Linked DNA regions of Mus musculus: all the other regions are linked to region 1. Evidence: chromatin contacts called from public Hi-C and Micro-C data. All regions are on one chromosome and are shown on one strand. Each heading gives the region's core, a stretch centred on a gene start, on an enhancer-like site or on the middle of the called end of the contact. The rest is flanking DNA. Distances are from core to core; before and after follow the strand shown.

What was found. A called contact is a pair of places that touch in the nucleus more often than the background predicts.
Region 2: a contact with region 1 is called in a Hi-C map of cerebellum, with 7 times the contacts expected there. The contact joins the promoter of Foxl2 here to the promoter of Tbx18 in region 1. A contact is called at or near these places in 3 of 39 promoter capture datasets (cranial neural crest, embryonic stem cells and hippocampal neurons) and 5 of 484 Hi-C or Micro-C datasets (cerebellum and embryonic stem cells).
Region 3: a contact with region 1 is called in a Hi-C map of embryonic stem cells, with 10 times the contacts expected there. The contact joins the promoter of B230323A14Rik here to the promoter of Tbx18 in region 1. A contact is called at or near these places in 3 of 39 promoter capture datasets (cranial neural crest, embryonic stem cells and second pharyngeal arch cranial neural crest) and 4 of 484 Hi-C or Micro-C datasets (all in embryonic stem cells).
Region 4: a contact with region 1 is called in a Micro-C map of embryonic stem cells, with 23 times the contacts expected there. The contact joins the promoter of Sox14 here to the promoter of Tbx18 in region 1. A contact is called at or near these places in 3 of 39 promoter capture datasets (cranial neural crest, embryonic stem cells and hippocampal neurons) and 4 of 484 Hi-C or Micro-C datasets (cerebellum and embryonic stem cells).

What each region holds. Positions count from the first base shown.
Region 1 is chr9:87,729,465-87,734,089 of GRCm38.p6, reverse strand. It overlaps Tbx18 (T-box18), which reads left to right and starts at 2,830. Exons shown (of 8, transcript NM_023814.4): 1 at 2,830-3,555; 2 at 4,425-4,625. The coding sequence starts at 3,246.
Region 2 is chr9:98,953,859-98,958,632 of GRCm38.p6, reverse strand. Foxl2 (forkhead box L2) reads right to left here and starts at 3,026. Exons shown (of 1, transcript NM_012020.2): 1 at 507-3,026. The coding sequence starts at 2,972. The coding sequence ends at 1,845. It overlaps Foxl2os (forkhead box L2, opposite strand), which reads left to right and starts at 3,323. Exons shown (of 8, transcript NR_003248.3): 1 at 3,323-4,228; 2 at 4,399-4,429; 3 at 4,515-4,605.
Region 3 is chr9:69,759,503-69,764,439 of GRCm38.p6, reverse strand. B230323A14Rik (RIKEN cDNA B230323A14 gene) reads right to left here and starts at 3,294. Exons shown (of 5, transcript NR_040765.1): 1 at 3,228-3,294. Foxb1 (forkhead box B1) reads left to right here and starts at 3,500. Exons shown (of 2, transcript NM_022378.3): 1 at 3,500-3,892; 2 at 4,140-4,937. The coding sequence starts at 4,194.
Region 4 is chr9:99,874,161-99,879,073 of GRCm38.p6, reverse strand. It overlaps Sox14 (SRY (sex determining region Y)-box 14), which reads left to right and starts at 2,904. Exons shown (of 1, transcript NM_011440.1): 1 at 2,904-4,913. The coding sequence starts at 3,390. The coding sequence ends at 4,112.

The DNA of each region.
Region 1 (4,625 bases), core at 1,581-4,080:
CTCTCCCCTCGCCAAATCTGGACCCTCCAGGATTTTCTGCCTTTCCTTTAGCTACCAGTTCGCTTAGGCTGACTCCAACCCCAGAGTGGCTTTCAGTTAAAATAGTGTTTGGCAAGTGCCGGCAGAGGCCCGACTGCACACTCTTCCACTTCTAATCCTTCCTTAATGTAGGTAATACAATGGGAAAAGAGATTTTTCTCTCCCTGAGTTATAGGAACACACTCCCGGGTGACCAAGCATACACCAACACCTCTACAGGAGATCATAGGTGCGTGCAGACCAAGCCTTGCAAATGAGACTCCAGGATTTGGAGGTTCGGGGTGGGGCACGCCGAGTGGCAGTGCATTCGTCACTCTCTTGATTTGAACAGCAGGATTTGGCCTTTTCTTAAGCATACATTTGTTGCAACCGGGGGTGGGGGTGGGGACGGGGGGTGGGGTGGGGGGGGGGAGAAAGGCCTCGGGAAACTAAGGCTTCCGTAAAACCCCTTTCCTTGACTTCTCAGCGGACTGGGGTCTAGTTTCGCTATCCAGCCCGGGATGAGGTTCTCTGATAGTTTCCAAGGATTGCAGGTCGTGCTCTGTGTACACAGTTTGCAACCCAAGGGGGAACCAGTTTGTCCTTGGTCCTGGAGCTGGAGCGGGATTCAAGCAGTGGGACCAGTAGTAAGGGAGCTAGCGCCCTCATTCAAGCTAAGGGAGCTAGCGCCCTCATTCTGCCTCAAGAGCTCTGCGCATACTTGGACCCATAGCTACTACTTTTATTTTTGTTGTTAGTTTGTAATATTGTTTTCCAGTTTGTTTGTTATATGAACCCAAGTCAAATTTTGTACCCCGAGGCTCCAGCTGCCAGGGGTAACGTTGGAAGAAGACGCAGAGGGACAGCGGAGGGCTTGGGACCCTGTGCTCCTCAGGGTAGCCTAGAAGGCCTGTTTCAACATCCCAAACCAGTTTGAACTGTGCGGCATTTAAAGGGACAAGATCATAACTACAAAGTAGGCTTCCGGTCTGGAAATCCCTGCGGTTTCTTGGAATCAGCCGCCCAGCCTCCTCCTGCGGGCTGGTCGAGTATGCCAGAAACCTTTTAGTGACTCCACCCCCCCCCCCACCTCCGTCACAGAATTTATGAATCCCTTAGGCTGCAAGCCGGCCTTGCTCGGAGAACCGCTCCATTGGACCATCTATGAGGGCCCAGGGCTGGGGCTGGGCGCTCTAGCTCAATGGGCAACTGAAGATACGTAGCTTCACGCGGGAGCTTCACACAGGGCCTTGAGTTGTTTGCTTAAACTCTACAGACTTCGTCCTAGACTCTCCCTACTAACCCAGAACTTTCCAGGCTGCCTCTTCAAGCTTTCTGGTTGGCTCCCGCTTTAGGCCAAACTTCACTAACCGGGTTGAACTTATTCAGGATACCACATCACCCTACACTCTGATGAGTCTGCGAGAGCTTCTCCAGACAGCTTCAAGCCAGTAGGCTACACCGGCTCCCAGTGCCCCAAATAAAACAATGTCTTCCAATTGAACGCATTTTTCAGGCATTTAAAAATCTGCATCCACAGCAAAGATATTACCAAGTCCTTTCTGGCCCAGGCCTTGCAGGCGCCTCTAGGCACTCGCTGCTTGGTTCAATTTCTTCCCAGCACTCCAGTCCTGAAGGAACTGCAGGTTTCTCTATCTATGATTTAAAAACAAAACCCTCCTTCCGGGGTTGATGGTACTTTCAGAGGCCATTTTCCTGAATGCCGAGGAGAAGCCAGAAGAAAGCTAGGACTGCAGTGTTTAAATGAACATCGAATAAAGGAGGCAAAGCAAAATGAAACAAAACGAATCGTCCCTGGCCTATTTTATACTAAAGATTTGTGCACATAGTGAATTTTATTCTACAAGTGATTTTTTTTATTATCCCCATCAAACCCACATCCTGTTAATCCTAAGAAAATGTTGAGTTTAAACAACAGAACTGCACATACATGTTTGCGATCGTTCAATTCTAGAGTTCTGCTTTCTTTTGAATTTATTTTAAAGAAACACGCCGATTAAAAAAAAAAACCAATATGAATACGAAGCTACTTTTAACATACAGAACTTTCAAAAAACATACAGAAATTCATAAAACATGGTTTACTTTGTGAAGTTTTGAAGTTAAACCTATATCATTAAAGACAAACAGAATTAAAATCCCAGGACCTACGTTTTAAAATAATTAGTCCTAAATAAAAGGAGACACCTTTCCTGAATCGGTTATATGAAGGTCTGAGAGATATTACAATGATTAATTTTTAAATCTAAAAAATATCAAATATGCGTAAACTCATCTCACGTAAGAAAAAAATCTTCGGAGTAAGATTCAAGCCCGTGGTCATTCTCTCCATACAGTGGGCATCAATAGATGCAGGAATGTTTAAGTGAGAAACAACAAACTGTTGGCTGTAAGTTCCTGCCTCCTCCAAATGTACTTCTTAGCCCCATGGACAGGGATGAGAGACCGGAGATTTAAGGGTCCTTGAAAGATCCTCTATACTACTAGTTACGGATCTCTTTTCTCGGTTAAACCCTGAGGCTCAGCCTTTCCTGGTCCTGATAAGAAAAGCCTGAGAAGCGACTGGGTTGGCGGGTGTCAGCAAAAGAGGGTTCAGCTTTCTAGAGACTGGCAGAGACGAGCCAGATGGCGGCGCTTTTCGGTCTGAGATTTTCCGACCTTGTAAGGAAGTGGGCGCGGGCTGAGCGGAGTTAGATTCTCCTGATTGGTAAACCGTTTCGGTGATGGACAGCTCCATAGGACCCTCCCCCGCCGCTTTATTGACACTAATGAGCAAGTTCTTCCCACCGCTCTCCTGCCTTGAAGTGCTGACAGATCAAGGCAACAAATTTCAATTACAATCCCTAATTTGTGTCCGCAGAGTGTTTTTTTTTTCCCCGTGTTAGTCCTCTCGGGCTCATCAGTCGAGGCAGATCTTGGAGCAGCAGGAGGAGGTGGAGGGTTTGGGAGTCAAGAAGTGCATCATTGAACTCGAGGGAGAGACAGAGGGAAGGAAACTTGGCGGCCGCGTTCCTGCTTCCTCGGATCCCAACGCCAGAGAAAGAGGAAACGGCAAATTTGTTTTTGCCCGCAGCTAGGAAGGGGACAGATCTCGGGAGGCATCGGGAGCTGCGGAGCGTTTGGTGGGGGGCCAGGAGGGCGAGCGCGTGCGTGCGCCCCAGCCGCGAGTATATGAGAGAGGGGCGAGCGGGCTCGGGGAGGCGGGGATGGCGGAGAAGCGGAGGGGCTCACCGTGCAGCATGCTAAGCCTCAAGGCGCACGCCTTCTCTGTGGAGGCACTGATCGGCGCCGAGAAGCAGCAACAGCTTCAAAAGAAGCGGAGAAAGCTGGCCACGGAAGAGGCGGCGGGGGCGGTGGAAGACGCAGGCTGCAGCCGTAGCGGAGGCGCGGGGGAGCACGGCTGCTCGGAGGCCGACGAAGAAGCGGCTGCCCCGCCGCCGGCAGCCGGGGCGGCGTCCGGGCCAGCGCGGAGCTGCGCGGACGCGGAGCGGAGCTGTGGCTCCCGCGGAGCGGCGGGTGAGTCGATCGATCCCTTCCTGCCCCAGCGGCTTCCCGGTGCGTCTCCGCCCGGCTCCCGCGAACCTGAGCTTCGGTGAGGCAGCGCTAGCGCCCGCTCCTCCCGGGCCTCCGCCGCCGAGCCCCGGGGGCAGGCGTTGAGCCGTCGGCCCCGCACACCGTCCATCCGCGGCTCTCTGCCCGGCTCGGCGGGCTGCCGCCGTCCTCGCCTCTGCGCCGGGAGGGTTCGAGCCCAGGGCTGCCGCTGCTTTTCACTTCTCTAAGTTTTAGGGGCCCCCGGGGCGCGTGCGGGAGGGCGCGGGCTAAAAGCGCGGAAAAGGGCTCGGACGCCCAGAAGTTGGGTGCGCCAACCGGGGAGGCGGCGGCGAGCTCGCCCACACTCTCTGCCCTTCTGAACGCGGAGCGCTACTCCTCCGGAGCCCAGGGCGCCTCGGGGCGGGCTTTTAGCTCTCTTCTATCCGCTGTGCTGCGGGGCCCGGAGAGCCAGCAGCCCGGAGGATTGCCTGGAGCGGGGTTTGGGGAAGTTCTCAGAAAGTGCCTCGCGCGAGGCCCAGAGGCCCGGCGGCCTCCTGGGGCGGAGGGAGGAAGGGGTGACCGGAGCAGATCCCGGCAGCGGCCGCAGTGAGATCTGCGCCCAGGGACAGTGAGCTCGGGGACAGGTCTCAGGCCCACAAGGCGGGGCGCATGGGGAGTTTGCGGGCCTGGCTCTGGGACATAGGAACTCGGTGGGACCCTAAAGGCCTCAAGGCAACTCCGATCGCCCCGCGCGGCAGGACTGCGGGCAGCTGTCCTAGGGCCTGGCCCTGAGATGATCCTCAAGGCCGGATCGCCCCCTCACTGCTTCCCCGTCTCTACCCTCTGCTGTCCAGGCAGCTGTGAGGATGGCTTCCTGCAGGGCGCCTCCCCGTTGGCATCCCCGGGAGGCTCCCCGAAAGGGTCTCCCGTACCTGGCTTGGCACGACCGGGGACCCCGCTGCCCGCGCCGCAGGCCCCGAGAGTAGATCTGCAAGGAGCGGAGCTCTGGAAGCGCTTTCACGAAATAGGCACCGAGATGATCATCACCAAAGCCG
Region 2 (4,774 bases), core at 1,777-4,276, about 11 Mb before region 1:
TCAAGATAAATGAATGCCAATTGCTAAAAACAACGGTACGACAAATCACCGATTACACTGTAGAAAAGCTTGCAGCTTCCAAGGTGTTTCTGAAATCTGGATTTTATATTAAAAAATGTTACATATATTTTTGACAAAAAAATTCTTAGACGTATGAGGATAGCAGTGGAAACACAGCGTACGCACCTAGTACAATTATGTAAGAGGCAAAATATAAACTTACACGAACGCAAAACGAGAACAAACCTTGCCTACAGTAGCCTCTAGCGAGGGCCGGGTATCTTTGCCGGTGTGAAACAGCCGCAACAGACAAACGATGACACAGAAAAACAAACAATCTCCTGAAAAACAAAGCAGCAGCGACAGCCCAAAGCGCCTGCCACCCGGGTTGTCCTCAACTCTTGTTTGTGTCACTTTTTAAAAGAACACAATTTTTCTTGAAAGGCTCGCTCTCTTAGCTAGCTAGCTGCTGAACTACGGTGTAAAAGAAACAATGCAAGTCCGTGTTAAAAGAAAAACAAAAAACAAAAAAATTTATTTGGGAATTGACAAGGGACGCCCTCACACACGTACAAACACAACAAAAGTGCTCTAGTTCCCTCTAGAAAATTTGGTCCCCGAAAGACATTACTCAACCACCAGGTCACGGGATTTCGGGCCAGCCGGCTGGGGCCACAAGCCCGTGTGGGCCGGCCATGACGAGTTTCACATTTCTCCTTCCGAAGGTGGAAGAAACAAGACATTGGAAAAACAAAAATCAGGGATAGGAGTGTCATCTGGGCGGTGTGTACCAGCCAGGCAGAGATCTCTTCTGGCATCCGGGGCAGAATCGGAAGATCCGGGGAAATTTGTTTTGAGTTCAACTTTTAAATAGAAAAGAAATTCCTAATTTGTAGTGGAAACCTTATTTTAGCTAGTTATTTTCTCCTCCCTCTGAACACAGCCTAATGAAGTCACCACGGGAATTCTTACACAAATTTCCCAGCAGGGTCGATGAAGAAAACCAAAACTTTTGATTTTGTTGTTTGGTTTTAGCAAACTCCAAGGCCATTACATTTCTCCTCCCCACCCCCCCATGAATGTTTTATTCTCTCCCTCTTTCTTTTTTTCTTTAAAAAGTATTTTTTAATATTTTCAAAAGCCTCACCAATCTTTTTCATAAAGACCTGGCCTGGAGGTGCCCTATGCGGTGCTCTGCGGAGCGGAGGCACCACGGCCTCACAAGGAGCGGGGGATGAGAACTCGGTTGCAGGCCGCGGAACGAGGCTGTCCCTGCTCCAGCCTGGGGCTCAACCCCCGCCCCGCCCAGTGGGCCCCTCTGCAAGCGGCTTCTGATCAGTTCCAGGAGGGATCGCAGAGCGACCAGACACGTTCTTTCCATTCTCCGGTAGTGTGGGTCCCTCTTCCCCCAGCAGCCTAGCGCTTCTAGTCGCAGACAGTCGGGGTGGGGAATTAAAAATAAAATCGAGCTTGAGTCCACCGACCTGGAAGAGAGGGCCAAGAGGTAAGCTGCGTCTCAGACACTTCGACCGCACCTCGGCCGGGGACTCACTCCCTGCGGTGAGGAGAGGAGGCCCGCGGAAAGCACGGAGTGGGCGGCCTCCGGCCAGCAGCACGGGAAAGCAGAGGCCGCGGCGGGGAAGAGCACCGGAGGAGCAGCGGAGGCGACAAAGCGGAGTCGCAGGAGCGGGGCGGACCGAGGAAGGGCAGACCGCTCGAGGGCTCTGCATCCAGAAGCTGTCCCGGAGTGCGCGCTGTCAGGCTGGCTGCTGCGGCTGCGACCCGAGCTCGGCTCCTCCACTCCCGGGATAGGGGTGGGGGACCGCTCCCGCGCGCGTTGGCACTCAGAGATCCAGACGCGAGTGCAGCGCGCCCGTCTTGCTGTCGTGGTCCCAGTATGAGCAATGCATCATGGCGAGCTCGGGTTGCCGGGCGCAGGCGAACTGCAGGCCGGGCGCGCTCGTGGGCGCGGGTGCCGGGGGCGCGGCGGTGGCCGGGCTGGCGGGACTGAGCTGACCCGGGGGAGGCGCGGCAGCCCCGTGGTGTGGCGGGGCTGGCGGGGGCGCAGCGGCCGCGTGCAGATGATGTGCGTGAGGGTGCGGGTGAGGGTGCGGCGGCGGTGGCGGCGGCGGTGGTGCGGCAGGAGGGCCCCCCAGGCCGTTGTAGGAGTTCACGACGCCCGGAGGCAGCGCCATGCTCTGCACGCGCGAGTACGGCCCGTAGGAGGCGGCGGGGCCCGCCAGCCCCTTGACCACCGCGGCTGCACCGGGGCTGCCCGGGCCGGCGGCTGCAGCGGCTGCAGCAGCGGCCGCCGCAGCCGCCGCCATCTGGCAGGAGGCGTAGGGCATGGGCGAGGGAGGCTGCGGCAGGGGCCAGGAGTTGTTGAGGAACCCCGATTGCAGGTACTTGGGTGGCGCCAGGTAGCCATAGCCATCGGCCCCAGCTCCGGGCACGCCGCAGCCACCCGCCGCTCCTCCGCTCCCGAAGAGCCCCTTGCCGGGCTGGAAGTGAGCGGGCGGCGGCCGGAAGGGCCGCTTCATGCGGCGGCGGCGCCGGTAGTTGCCCTTCTCGAACATGTCCTCGCAGGCCGGGTCGAGCGTCCAGTAGTTGCCCTTGCGCTCGCCGCCGCCCTCGCGCGGCACCTTGATGAAGCACTCGTTGAGGCTGAGGTTGTGGCGGATGCTATTCTGCCAGCCCTTCTTGTTCTTCTCGTAGAACGGGAACTTGGCTATGATGTACTGGTAGATGCCGGACAGAGTGAGCCTCTTCTCGGCGCTCTCGCGGATCGCCATGGCGATGAGCGCCACGTACGAGTACGGGGGCTTCTGCGCGGGGTCTGGTTTCTCCGGTGTTGTCCCGCCTCCCTTGCCGGGACTCGGCGGCGACGCCTCGGCCTCTTTGACTGCGCGTCCGCTCTCCGGAGCCAGCAGGGTCCCCGCCGTGTCTTCGGGCTCGGGGTAGCTGGCCATCATGACAAAAGCCGGCTCTCCGCGGCCGGGCAGCCCGGAGGCTGTGCTCTCCTGGTGCAGGCTCGCCTTGCAGGCGGGCGCAGGAGTGTGCGCTCGGCGCAGAGCCTCTAACTTCTGCAGGCTGCGGGGACCGGAGGCCTCGCGCGGCTCTCACTCTCTTCTCTTTTCCCCCCGGGGAGCGGTCTGCGGGAGTGGAAGTCAGCCTCTGGCCATCGGGAGTCTGCCCAACAGCGAGGGGCTCCGGCCCCGCCGCCCCTCCCCGCCCAGGCCAGTCCCCGCCTCGGTGGGTTTTCTTGGCTGAGCTCTCCCCTCCCCCCACCGCCCGGTTTCCCCGAGGCGCGACCCGCGTCTCTGGCGCAGCCGCCTCCTGGAGTCCCTAGTGCGCCAGGAGCCTCGCTCCGTTCTGATTCGTATGGGCTCCGCAGAGTTCCGCTTGCGTCAGGGGCCTTCGCCCCTATAGCGGGGCAGCCAGCAGCGCACGGGCGAGTTCATCTCTAAGTCTCCTTTTTTTTTTAAACGGCCGGCAGAACTTGGACCGGCCTTCCCGAGCCTCCGGAGCCTCCCGGGCCCAGCCAACAGCCTGCCTCACGCTCTTACGAGTCTTGAAAATCTGCGGGTGTTTGCTTCGCCGAAAAGCCCTGGTTGGGGCTCGCTGCGCCCTGCCAGTGCCCCGGGAATGCTGACCCCAGCGAGGAGAGGTGATCCAAGCCTCTGGGCAGCTTTCAGGTGAAAGAAAACAAAACCCTTTGCTCTGTGCTTCGGGCTGTGCTGGGGCTAGACTTCTAGCTTTGAGGCTTAGGGAGGGGCGAGATGGCAAGGGGGCCGGACCGGGGTGGAGTGGCCGAACTTTGCGGCAGCTGGAGGTAAACCAGCTCAGAGCTCGTGTCACGGAAGGCAGAAGCTTCGGCCTGCTCTGTCCCTCGAGCTCTCTGAGCCCAATTGAGGCTGGGGAGAGGATCGCTGGGAAGAGACACCCAGGAGTACCGCTCACTGGCATCGGACGTTTCGCTTCTCTGTGCTGAGGTGGATGTAGGGACCAGCTTTCTCCTTGGAACTCGCCTTGCAATCCCACAATTTGGGTGTGTGTTTTAAAGATCAAGTGGTATCCCTTGTACTCTGGCTTGGACACAGACGAGGATGTTGCTGAGGGGCTTTGGGGACTGTTGCGTGCACAAGTGTCACGCGTGGAAGGCACGGGGCAAAAATCTGTTCTTAAAGACACACGTGATACTGCGCAAGTGTGCTGTTCAGAAACCCAGGTATGCTTATATATGTACAATGTGTGAGACTTGTATTTGCTTATTTTTGCTTAGTGAGGTGTATGAATCAAGCACCAGAGTACATGGTTGTATCCATGAACATGGTTCGTGGATACAACCTCTTTTTTTTTTTTTTTTCCTGTCTTCCTTTGTCCTTCCTACCCTTACAGCCGTTACCTGCATCTTCTCCTTCCAGCATAGGTAAGGAAGGAAAACCACAGGCTGGGGAGGCGCTTTCTCGCGTCCCAGTCACGAATGGACAGTAGTCTTTCCCCTTGTTTTTAAGATAATAGCCGAAGTCTGGTGGGGATCCAGTTACATCTCCGAAAATAGAAAACGGACTTAGAGGAATTCCTTCCGTGCCAGCACAACATCAGGTGTGCCCTGTCACTCAGCCTTAACACAGGTTTGCAGTCTTGGAAGTGTGAGAGAGGCTGAGGAAGAGTGATCAGACACGTTGTGAAGGATAATGGTCTGAATGAATGATGTGTGCCAGTCACACATCTAGGTGGCTATCCCAGTGCCTGTTTCTACCTCTTTCTTTCA
Region 3 (4,937 bases), core at 2,045-4,544, about 18 Mb after region 1:
GGCGTTTGGGAAACTTTCAGAAGCTGCTGGGTATGTTCCTGCCACCTCCCATCCGGTTTGGTAAATATTAACAAACTGGACGTGGTTGTTTTCTGGATTGTGTTTGTTGGGTTGGAGGGAGGGAATGGCTAAGGGGAGGGTTCTCCTCTCCACACACACACACACACACACACACACACCTGCTTAACAACACAAGGAATCAAAATCAATATTGTTTTTGTCACCCCTCTGTCTCCTTTTCACTCCCTCGGCAGCTCGGGTGCCACTGAAGCGAATTGTGGATTTATGGAGGGAAATTAGCATAAATTATTGCAAAATCTGCAGCCGTGTGTGGTCCAGCTTATGGGAAAAGAGGCTCTAGCAAACTTTCAGTAGAGAAAGGTGGTAGGCGGTGGGCTTGACGAGTCGATGAACGGTCCGTGCTGGAGGGGATCACCATTTGGTTGGCACATGGGGTATAATTGACTTGTGTGTGTTTTATATAGTTTTCCCAACAACCCCTTAAGCCCCCCGGTCGGATGTTGCCCCCTCCCACCTCCACCAAGCTTCTATTGGCTTTGGGTTTTGTACAAAAGACTGACGCACTTTTTCAAGATTTCTGGAAAGCATTCAGTCTCTTTATAATACCATCCTTAAAATGCTGTAAACAGCTTGCAACTCCACCCTCCCTCTCTAGGGCTTTGAAGACCTCTGACAGGAACTGAGGTAGAACTTTGCAGCAATGCCCGGGAGTTAAATGTGCCTCTACAGCTCCATTCCCCTCACAAGCAAACTTAAGTGATTAAGTTCTGTTTACTTGATTAACCCTAAACATGGGCAGTGAGCCTCAGCTTCCTTCTCAAAAGTAATGAGACTGAAAATTCGGCAAACATCAATTCCTACATGTAATACTGCATGGACACAGTGGTGACAACTTTCCCCAGGGAAATGAACAAAGATTTATTCCAAGTTAAAGTGATTGTTTTGGGTTTGTCCGTGTCCCCCCCCCCCCCGTGAACGTTTTCACTTTTAGAATTTAGTTAATCTTCTGTTTGCTCTGAGCAGTGATTTCGACAACCACACAAAGACCCCTTTTGCAGGACAACAAAATGTCAATTGTTAAACCTTACGCTATTCCTCACCCAGACCGGGTAGAAAAGTATCTTACTGGTTGCCATTGGGGGTAGGGCTGGGGGGGGGGGAGGTAGGGACGATGGTCTTTTACCATCTGGGATGCAATCACCATAAATATTTTATCCATCTTTGCATTTCGGTATGAACCCCTGCACATGTTTGCTAAAGGGAATCTGTAAAATACTCAAGGGCTTCCAAGCCGGCACCTTTCCACCCAGGAGCAATCCTACCTTGGCTTAAAGCCGCGATTGCTTTAGTGCCTCCGAAGCTCTATCTAGAGCAAGCAAGGCAAGGAACCAGAACTCCATCCCACTTCAAACACCCCTCGGGTTCCCCACCCCTTTGCGCTCCCAGCTCCTCCCACTGCAGGCCCTGGAGCCTAACCCGGGCACGCGCAGAAACACCACCAAACCTTAGTTTGTTGTTGTAGCGCGCGCAGCTCAGTCCAGTAGGGCTGCCTCTGGCCCAAACTGGGCCTAGGGTCCAACTGATTTAATCTTTGGAGAAGGGAGATCCACATATCTGCCCTGTTCTAGCCTTGCCCCCAGAGACGGGTCAATGCTTCTACCCCCACCCCCCTGCTCGCACCTCCTCCCTCCTCCTGGTTATTTTTTCCCCCGAATTAAGAAGGTGACTTGAGTCTTCCCTTCAAGCACTCTGTTAATATTGAAAAACGTGCGCTTGCATCTAAAGCGCAGCAGCCCAGGCGCCAGAGCCATTTCAATATTAATGAAATTGTTTAATCTCCTAAATTCGTCGTGTTTAAGTTACGTTTTGGTGAGTTATTGACCGGCTTCGAAACTGTGGTTAATGAAGTTATGTGAGTAGGGATGTGTGTGTGTGTGTGTGTGTGTGTGTGTGTGTGTGTGTGTGTGTGTGTATGTGTGTGTGTGCGCGCGCTCGGAAGCTGAAAGGTTTTCTTGCTATTCACAGACTAATGCTCTACTGTCACTCAAAGTGTAACAAACGTCACACTACAACTATCAGTCTGCTCCTATGGGGGAGGGGGAGGAAGAAAGAAAAAAGGAAAAAGAGGTTTTCGGAGTTTAAAGACAGTTCTGTTAGGCTGTAGGTATTAAGTATTTAACCTAGTGGCATGGGGTTCTTTTTAAAACCACAAAGGCCCCCGGAAAGCGCTGAAAAGCGTGGAACTCCTGGCTTGTACTCATTGCGTGCAAGCCGAAGGGTTGAGTCGCGGTTTATTCCCTAACAGTTTGATGAAGACGGCGACGACGAAGAAGAAGATGATGATGATAATGATACTAATGATTCATTTAATCCTCACAAGGCAAATATGAACTCGAAGGAGCCCGCTATTCTCTCCAGGCCTGGTGCCACGTGCCCCCCCCCCCCCCAAAAAAAAAACCTCGCTGGTCTCAGCAGGCACTGTTTGTCTTTTCATGGAGTTCTAAACTCTAAAGAAACTATTCCCATGTAAAAAGGGGGAGGGGTCTGCAAAATGCTGACCCGCTAACTTCCAAGAAACCTCAGACTTCGCAAGCACCTGGAAAAAGGAGACCCGGAAGCCATAGCGTACATTGGACAAACTCCCGCCCTCCCCAGGCCCACACGCTGCCTTGCCTCAATTTACCCTGAACGTCCTTGTGCCCATTAAATCTCTGAAAAACGTATTAAAGCAGAACCTAATACATTCATCCATTCTTTTCAAAGAACAAAAAACAAAAAACAAAAACCCCAAACTTACCTTGGCCTGGAGAGATGGCTCAGCCGTTAAAGGCTAGGCTCACAACCAATATATATATATTGAATATATATATATTCAAAACGGACTTATCCACCCAGCTGTCCAAATATATCTATCTATATGCGTCTATTAACTTTACCACCTTTTTAAAGCGACAGACAAATTTCTACCTGCCTCTTGCAGGACTGGGGGTGGGATTGCGAGGTAGGTTTCCATTTGAACAACCCATCCAATCAACCCCGCGCAGTGGCAACCAAAGTAGAAAGGTCGCCCTTCAGGAGAAAGCCTGTGCTATAAGTTAGCTAACAATACAAACCCGACACAAAGCAAAGGAAACAGAATACCCCAGCCGAGCAATTTCCATGTCAAACACCACCGGCGCGGCAGATAGCTCAGAGTGAGTGGTCACCTGCCAGCCGGCTCCGCGCGCTGCTCCGCTCATACCTTCCCATTGCGCACACCGGTAGGCGCTGCCCGCTCCCCGCGGGCGGCAGAGGCTCTTCCCGGTCTCCCAGTCTTCGGCTGGAAGTGATTCCTATTGGCCAAGGTGTCCATGTAAATAGGTGTGAAAGAAACCAGCGCTGGCCAGGCTCTCTCTCCTCTCCCTCAGTCCCCTCCCTCTGCAGCCCCCGCTCCCCCTCCTTTTCCTCCTCCTCCCAAGGCGATTGTCATACGATAGCTAAGAAGTGGCACATTAATGAAGCGCCGCTACAGGGGTCTTTTCTGCTCCTGTCACCGCTTAAAACTATCAGATGGTTCGAGGGTGGACATGGAGGCAGCCACCTAGCTCAGCGGAACCACGAACACCACAGCAGCGTCCTCTGGATCCCTGAGGCGGCGTCTGCCACTGTCCTCACGGGCACTCCGCAGCCGAGTTCGGTCTCCCAGCAGGGCGCACGACCCACGAGCGCGCTGCGCAGCCCGCGGAGAGGAGCTCTACCGGGCTGAGTCCAAGCCTAGCTGGCAGCGAGTCTCACTGCTCCCCGACGCTGCGCTCCGGTCGCGCGCAGGGAGGGACTCGGCCACCAGCCACGCCATCCCGGATGCGGACCGGCAACTTGGAACAACTTTAAGGTGAGCATCTATCTCTCTGTCCCCTCCCCTGAATCCAGGTCCTACCTACTTTCCTGCAAACCTCTCTGCTGCTCTCGGTCTTCCCCTCTCCACTTCCCCTAGCTGAGTCTTACCCAGTTTGGTGCGCAAAGTTGCTGGCACCCGAATCCCCTCTTCCCCACCCCCTATATCTGTGACTCGGCCTGAGTGACCTCGCCAGTGTCTCTGCACCTATGCTGCCCTTCTCCATCACCTCCCCCCTTCTCAGATTCGACCAGTCCTCCGGGCCGCGCGGACCCTGAGCAAGTGGCCAAGCAAGAAGATGCCTCGGCCGGGCCGCAACACGTACAGCGACCAGAAGCCGCCCTACTCATACATCTCGCTGACCGCCATGGCCATCCAGAGCTCTCCGGAGAAGATGCTGCCGCTCAGCGAGATCTACAAGTTCATCATGGACCGCTTCCCCTACTACCGGGAGAACACGCAGCGCTGGCAGAACAGCCTGCGCCACAATCTCTCCTTCAACGATTGCTTCATCAAGATCCCGAGGCGGCCAGACCAGCCGGGCAAGGGCAGCTTCTGGGCGCTGCATCCCAGCTGCGGGGACATGTTCGAGAACGGGAGCTTCCTGCGGCGTCGCAAGCGCTTCAAGGTGCTCAAGTCAGACCACCTGGCGCCCAGCAAGCCGGCGGACGCCGCGCAGTACCTCCAGCAGCAGGCTAAGCTGCGGCTCAGCGCGCTGGCCGCCTCGGGCACGCATCTGCCGCAGATGCCGGCCGCTGCGTACAACCTGGGCGGTGTGGCGCAGCCTTCCGGCTTCAAGCATCCCTTTGCTATCGAGAACATCATCGCTAGGGAGTACAAGATGCCTGGGGGGCTGGCCTTCTCTGCCATGCAGCCGGTTCCGGCTGCCTATCCTCTCCCTAACCAGTTAACTACCATGGGCAGCTCTCTGGGCACTGGATGGCCACATGTGTACGGTTCCGCGGGTATGATCGACTCAGCCACCCCCATCTCCATGACTAGTGGCGACTACAGCGCCTATGGAGTGCCGCTGAAGCCGCTG
Region 4 (4,913 bases), core at 1,655-4,154, about 12 Mb before region 1:
CTAGGAAGCCTAGAGGCCGGGTGTGCAAAGCTCCAAAGCACTTCACTAGGGCAACAGAGGCCTAGGGGAGTGCTAGAACCTGCACCTGGTACAGCTGTAAGCAGCAGAAGAGGGTTGGCTCCTGACTTCGGAGCCCACTTCCTTAACTTAGACATCGGCTTGGCCCTTTATCTCAAACTCAGGGTTTCCCAGTTAGGCTAAGGTTGGTGTGCCAAGCACTTGAGCAACGGAGTGGAATAAAGAGGCCCATACTGATAAGAGTGTGGATTTTCTAGGCAACGTGTAAGGCCACACAGAGGAGGGAGGGCACACACAGGGGGCTGGAGGGAGGTACCTCTAGCCCTGGAGTGTAGAGAGATAGCTTGAGGCCAGAATTTCAGGCTTTGGGAAAGCAGAAGCTGTGTTTAGATTACCTATGTCCTAATGTCTGGATAAGTTGTGCCCCAAACTTCTGGTTTTGCGCTCCCCTGAGTGGGAGAGTGGGGAGCAGGACTCTGCAATGGGTCCAGGGAATGAGGTCTAGGCTTTCTGGGGAGGCACAGTTTAGAAAGACCACGCAGTGCAATAGTCACAGGAATTGAAGATCCCAAGAACCCCTGCCATTCCAGCTAAGGGGTCTTGAGTAAACCGCATCCAACCCCTCCCCCACCCTACCCTCCCCCCAGCCTGCACGAGTTGTGTTACGTCCTCTTCCGATGGAGGATAGCTCTTGAATTGTAGCTATTGAGTTCCAACTCAGGGCTCGATTTGAGAGGATTGGAGAAGAGAGCCATCTACTAGAGGAGAAAGAAGAACTAAGAAGAATTGGAAAAGGGTACTCTCCAGTCCCAGACTGCTCCAGGGCAACTAGATAGACTGTCTAGGAAGCCAGCTCAGAATAAAAGAACCTGAGACCCAGCGTCAGATCCCTCATTAAGCAATGTCCAAGAAGTTGAGAAGTTGTACTACAATGGCCTAAACCTCTAAGTGTGGCTGGTGAGTCCTCACTCTGCAAACACGGTTATTTCTCTCATTTCTTTCCAAAGCAGCTACCATCACCCAGTAGAATTAGTATCTCTGGATCTCCAATCCCCTAGTGTAGCAGGTGAGATCTAAGCAGGAGTTGGCTTCTAAATGTTGAAATTCTCCTGGAAGTTCGCAGAACGGTACTTCTGCTTTAGTAATCTCTAGGGAGGTGGGGGCCAGGGGGGAGCGGAAAGAAGAGAAGGGAGAGGTGAGGAGAGAGAAGGGGACGGGAGGGAAGGAGAGAGGTAGAAAGGAGAGAAGCTGAGAGTGAAGGGCCACCTTTGGAGGAATTCAAATGTTGTGTATCTGCTTTACAATAGGAAGGTAGCCTCCCCAGGTAGAGGTGAAAGTTTTCTCAGAAAGTAGGGGCTCCAGCTGCCTCTAAATAAATCAGAATGAAGATCAGTTCTCCCGGAAATTATTCCTCATCTGTGAAATGGGAATAACATCCAACACTGTTAAGAACAGCCCTAAAGCTGACCGATTTCCCGCCCCCCCCCCGCCCCCACGTTTTTGCAATCATAGGAAGCGGAAATAAATTCTCTCCTTCAAACACAACACACTACATTAAAAAAAAAGGCCCTCCCTTCTTGCCGCCCACCTACCCCCACTCGCAGCTTCTGGTAGCCGACTGCGCCGTGGGCATTTCGGCCTGTCCTCCTCCCGGGAGAGACTGGCTAGCGCAAAAGCCAATAAGTCTGGAACACACTCCAGTCCTTCAGGACCCGGGACAATGGTTTCCATTTAATAAATATTTCCCCCAAGGGCATTTCGCATCGGCCAGGCAATTATTCAAAGAAAACAGGCTCGCAGGTTGGCTCGGCGGGTTATTTCGTCCTCTTTACCCGAAGAATGCTCATCTGACTCGAGAAACGAGCCCCCATCCTCACTGGGTGGGAAAAGGCACCCTGAGAAAAATTGACCCTAGCTAAGAGGGTACAGCCTGAGGCTCCACGCTGCAGGCGCAGAAGAGAGACCAGGAAGGTCCCCAAGCCCCGCCTTCCCTCTGCCCTTGCAGTTTGGACGTTGAGGGAAGCTTCGAGTTTTAAATCGCCTAATAATAATAACATAGGTGAATAAGAATCAGGATGGACCTCTGCCTACCACACTCAACCCTCAAAGTGAAGAGTCCTAGTGGCAAGGGCCCCCAAAGTGAAGAGTGTTAAGGGCTTGCCAATCAGGACTCTAAACCTCTGCGAAGCCCGCATGAAGCATCCTGGTCTCGGCTCAAAGCTCTTGGCTCCGACCCCCAGGGACCCAGAACTGCTCCGCAGAGCGTCCTGGATTACAGGTGGAGGCGCCGCCTAAAGCCAACCTGGGAGAATGATACCAAAGCACCGTAGATGTTCTGGCGCGAAAAGTTTATTTTGGTTTTGGCCTGAGTTTGATATATTCTTTTCCTCTCCCAAGGATCTTTGACAAGTGTGTGTTGTTGGGGGCGGGGTGGGGGTAGAGGGTGCTGTCTTCCCATTTGGTGACGGGACTGTCCTATTTATCTACGTGAGCTCTGGGCTTGCTGGCTTGGCTGACAGCTTCCTGGGTCTTTATATTATTAGAAGCACCGGTTCTCCTTTGAACAACTGGGGAAGAAAAACAGGGGTCACGAAGAGTTTTAATTTTTTGACAGTGCCAGAGACAATGTGAACCCCCGCCCCGAATCCTGAGCTATCAAGCCGCTCTGTTCGCGGTGGCGGTCTCTCTGTCCCTCATACCTCTCCCCGCCCCCATCAGGGACGCTCCGGGTTTCCACTACTCGCGAGTTGGCAGGTGCGCCCCCTCGCCTTCCCTGCTGCTGATTGGAGCCCAGGTTGGGGAGTCGCCGCCCCGCGCTTATGTCAGAGTGCGTGCGGTCCCGGCCCACCTCGCCTTTGAACTTCGCCGCTTTTGGCTGCAGTTCACCAGCCTCCCCGCATTCTCGGCCAGGTGCAGTGCTAGGCAAAGCAGCGCCCGGAAACCACGGGAGGGGGGGAGCCACGGCCAGAGAAGCCAGGGGAGAGACGGGAAGGAGAGAAGGCGAAGGTGAAGAGGGAGCGAAGGAGGAATCTCCTGCCCTTGCCAGAAAATTACCTAGCCACTTAATCCCAAGACTCTGGTACTTGGGCCCCAATCTCTGGTGCCCACAGACTCCAGGCCGAGCGCCCTCTCATCCCCGCTGCCCTTCCTACCCTTCGGCCCCCTGGGGGCTGCCTGGGGGCTGGGACTGGCATGATCAGTTGAAAACTTTGCAGGGTCAGCTCTTCTCTCTGATTTCCCCTCTGCGGCTCCGAGACGAGGGGAGTTCAGAGTCCCGGGCTCAGGACGGACAGAAAGACAGACGGCCAACCGCGCCCAGGCTCGCCCGCAGAGCCCCTGCATTCCCCGCCCCCGCCCGCCTCGCCGGGACCATGTCCAAACCTTCAGACCACATCAAGCGGCCCATGAATGCCTTCATGGTATGGTCCCGGGGCCAGCGGCGCAAGATGGCCCAGGAAAATCCCAAGATGCACAACTCGGAGATCAGCAAACGCCTGGGCGCCGAATGGAAGCTCCTGTCCGAGGCAGAGAAGCGGCCTTACATCGATGAAGCCAAAAGGCTGCGCGCCCAACACATGAAGGAGCACCCTGACTACAAGTACCGGCCGCGGCGCAAGCCGAAGAACCTGCTCAAGAAGGACAGGTATGTCTTCCCCCTGCCCTACCTGGGCGACACGGACCCGCTCAAGGCGGCCGGCCTGCCCGTGGGGGCTTCCGACGGCCTCCTGAGCGCGCCCGAGAAAGCCCGGGCCTTCTTGCCGCCTGCCTCGGCACCTTACTCCCTGCTGGACCCTGCGCAATTTAGTTCCAGTGCCATCCAGAAGATGGGTGAAGTGCCCCACACGTTGGCCACCAGCGCGCTGCCCTACGCGTCCACCCTGGGCTATCAGAACGGCGCCTTCGGCAGTCTCAGCTGCCCCAGCCAGCACACGCACACGCACCCGTCCCCCACCAACCCGGGCTACGTGGTGCCCTGTAACTGTACCGCCTGGTCTGCCTCCACCCTGCAGCCCCCTGTCGCCTACATCCTCTTCCCAGGCATGACCAAGACTGGCATAGACCCTTATTCGTCAGCCCACGCTACGGCCATGTAACCCCAAGCTTGGCCCGGACCTGATGGGTAGCGTGGAAGCAGAGATCTGAATCCTTTCCTTTGCACCTAGTCTGGCCCGCAGATGCCTCTGGGTCAGGCCTGCCGCTGCCCCTTGCCCACCCCAGACTCTGCCTCTCTCTTCCAGGGGGGAAGGGAAGGGCCATCATCCTGGACCCAAGGCACAGACTGGTGCCAGAAATTTGCAAACATTTAGAAAGCTACACATCTTCTTCCCCTCTCCCGACTCTCCCAAAGCAAGTCTCGACTGTACCCCCTTTGGACAAAAAAAAAAGTAGGCAGTTTTGCTTTATTTACGTCCCCCTCACTGTCCGCGGATAGGCTTTGGACTCGGAACTCCCAGATCCTGGTATTATATCTAGAATATGCGTATATATATATTTTTTCCTTTCCCACTGAAGAAAAAGAGCTGAGTCTTGGTGCTGTGCCGTCAGACACAGCTAGGCACCATTTGCTCTTCCTGTGTGTGGGGAGGTGAAAGGCTTAAAAGTTTAAAACTTCAGGAAGGGAAACCTTTCTGTTTAAAACCATACTATGGTCGTGTTTGCTTCGATAAAAAGAAAACAAAAAGGAACCACGTGGCTTTTCGCTTTGTGTACCCGCAGTACTCCTAGACACCTAAGTTTACTTTTAGACAGAATGTCAGGTAATGAAGTCAGGAAGTAGAAAGTGGACAAAACCTTAAAATAATAATAATAATAATAAACATCCTACATGGTCATAAATGTTTGGACAATGTCTTGGAAATGTACCTAGAAGGATTTTTTCCCTCATTCCTCTGTTC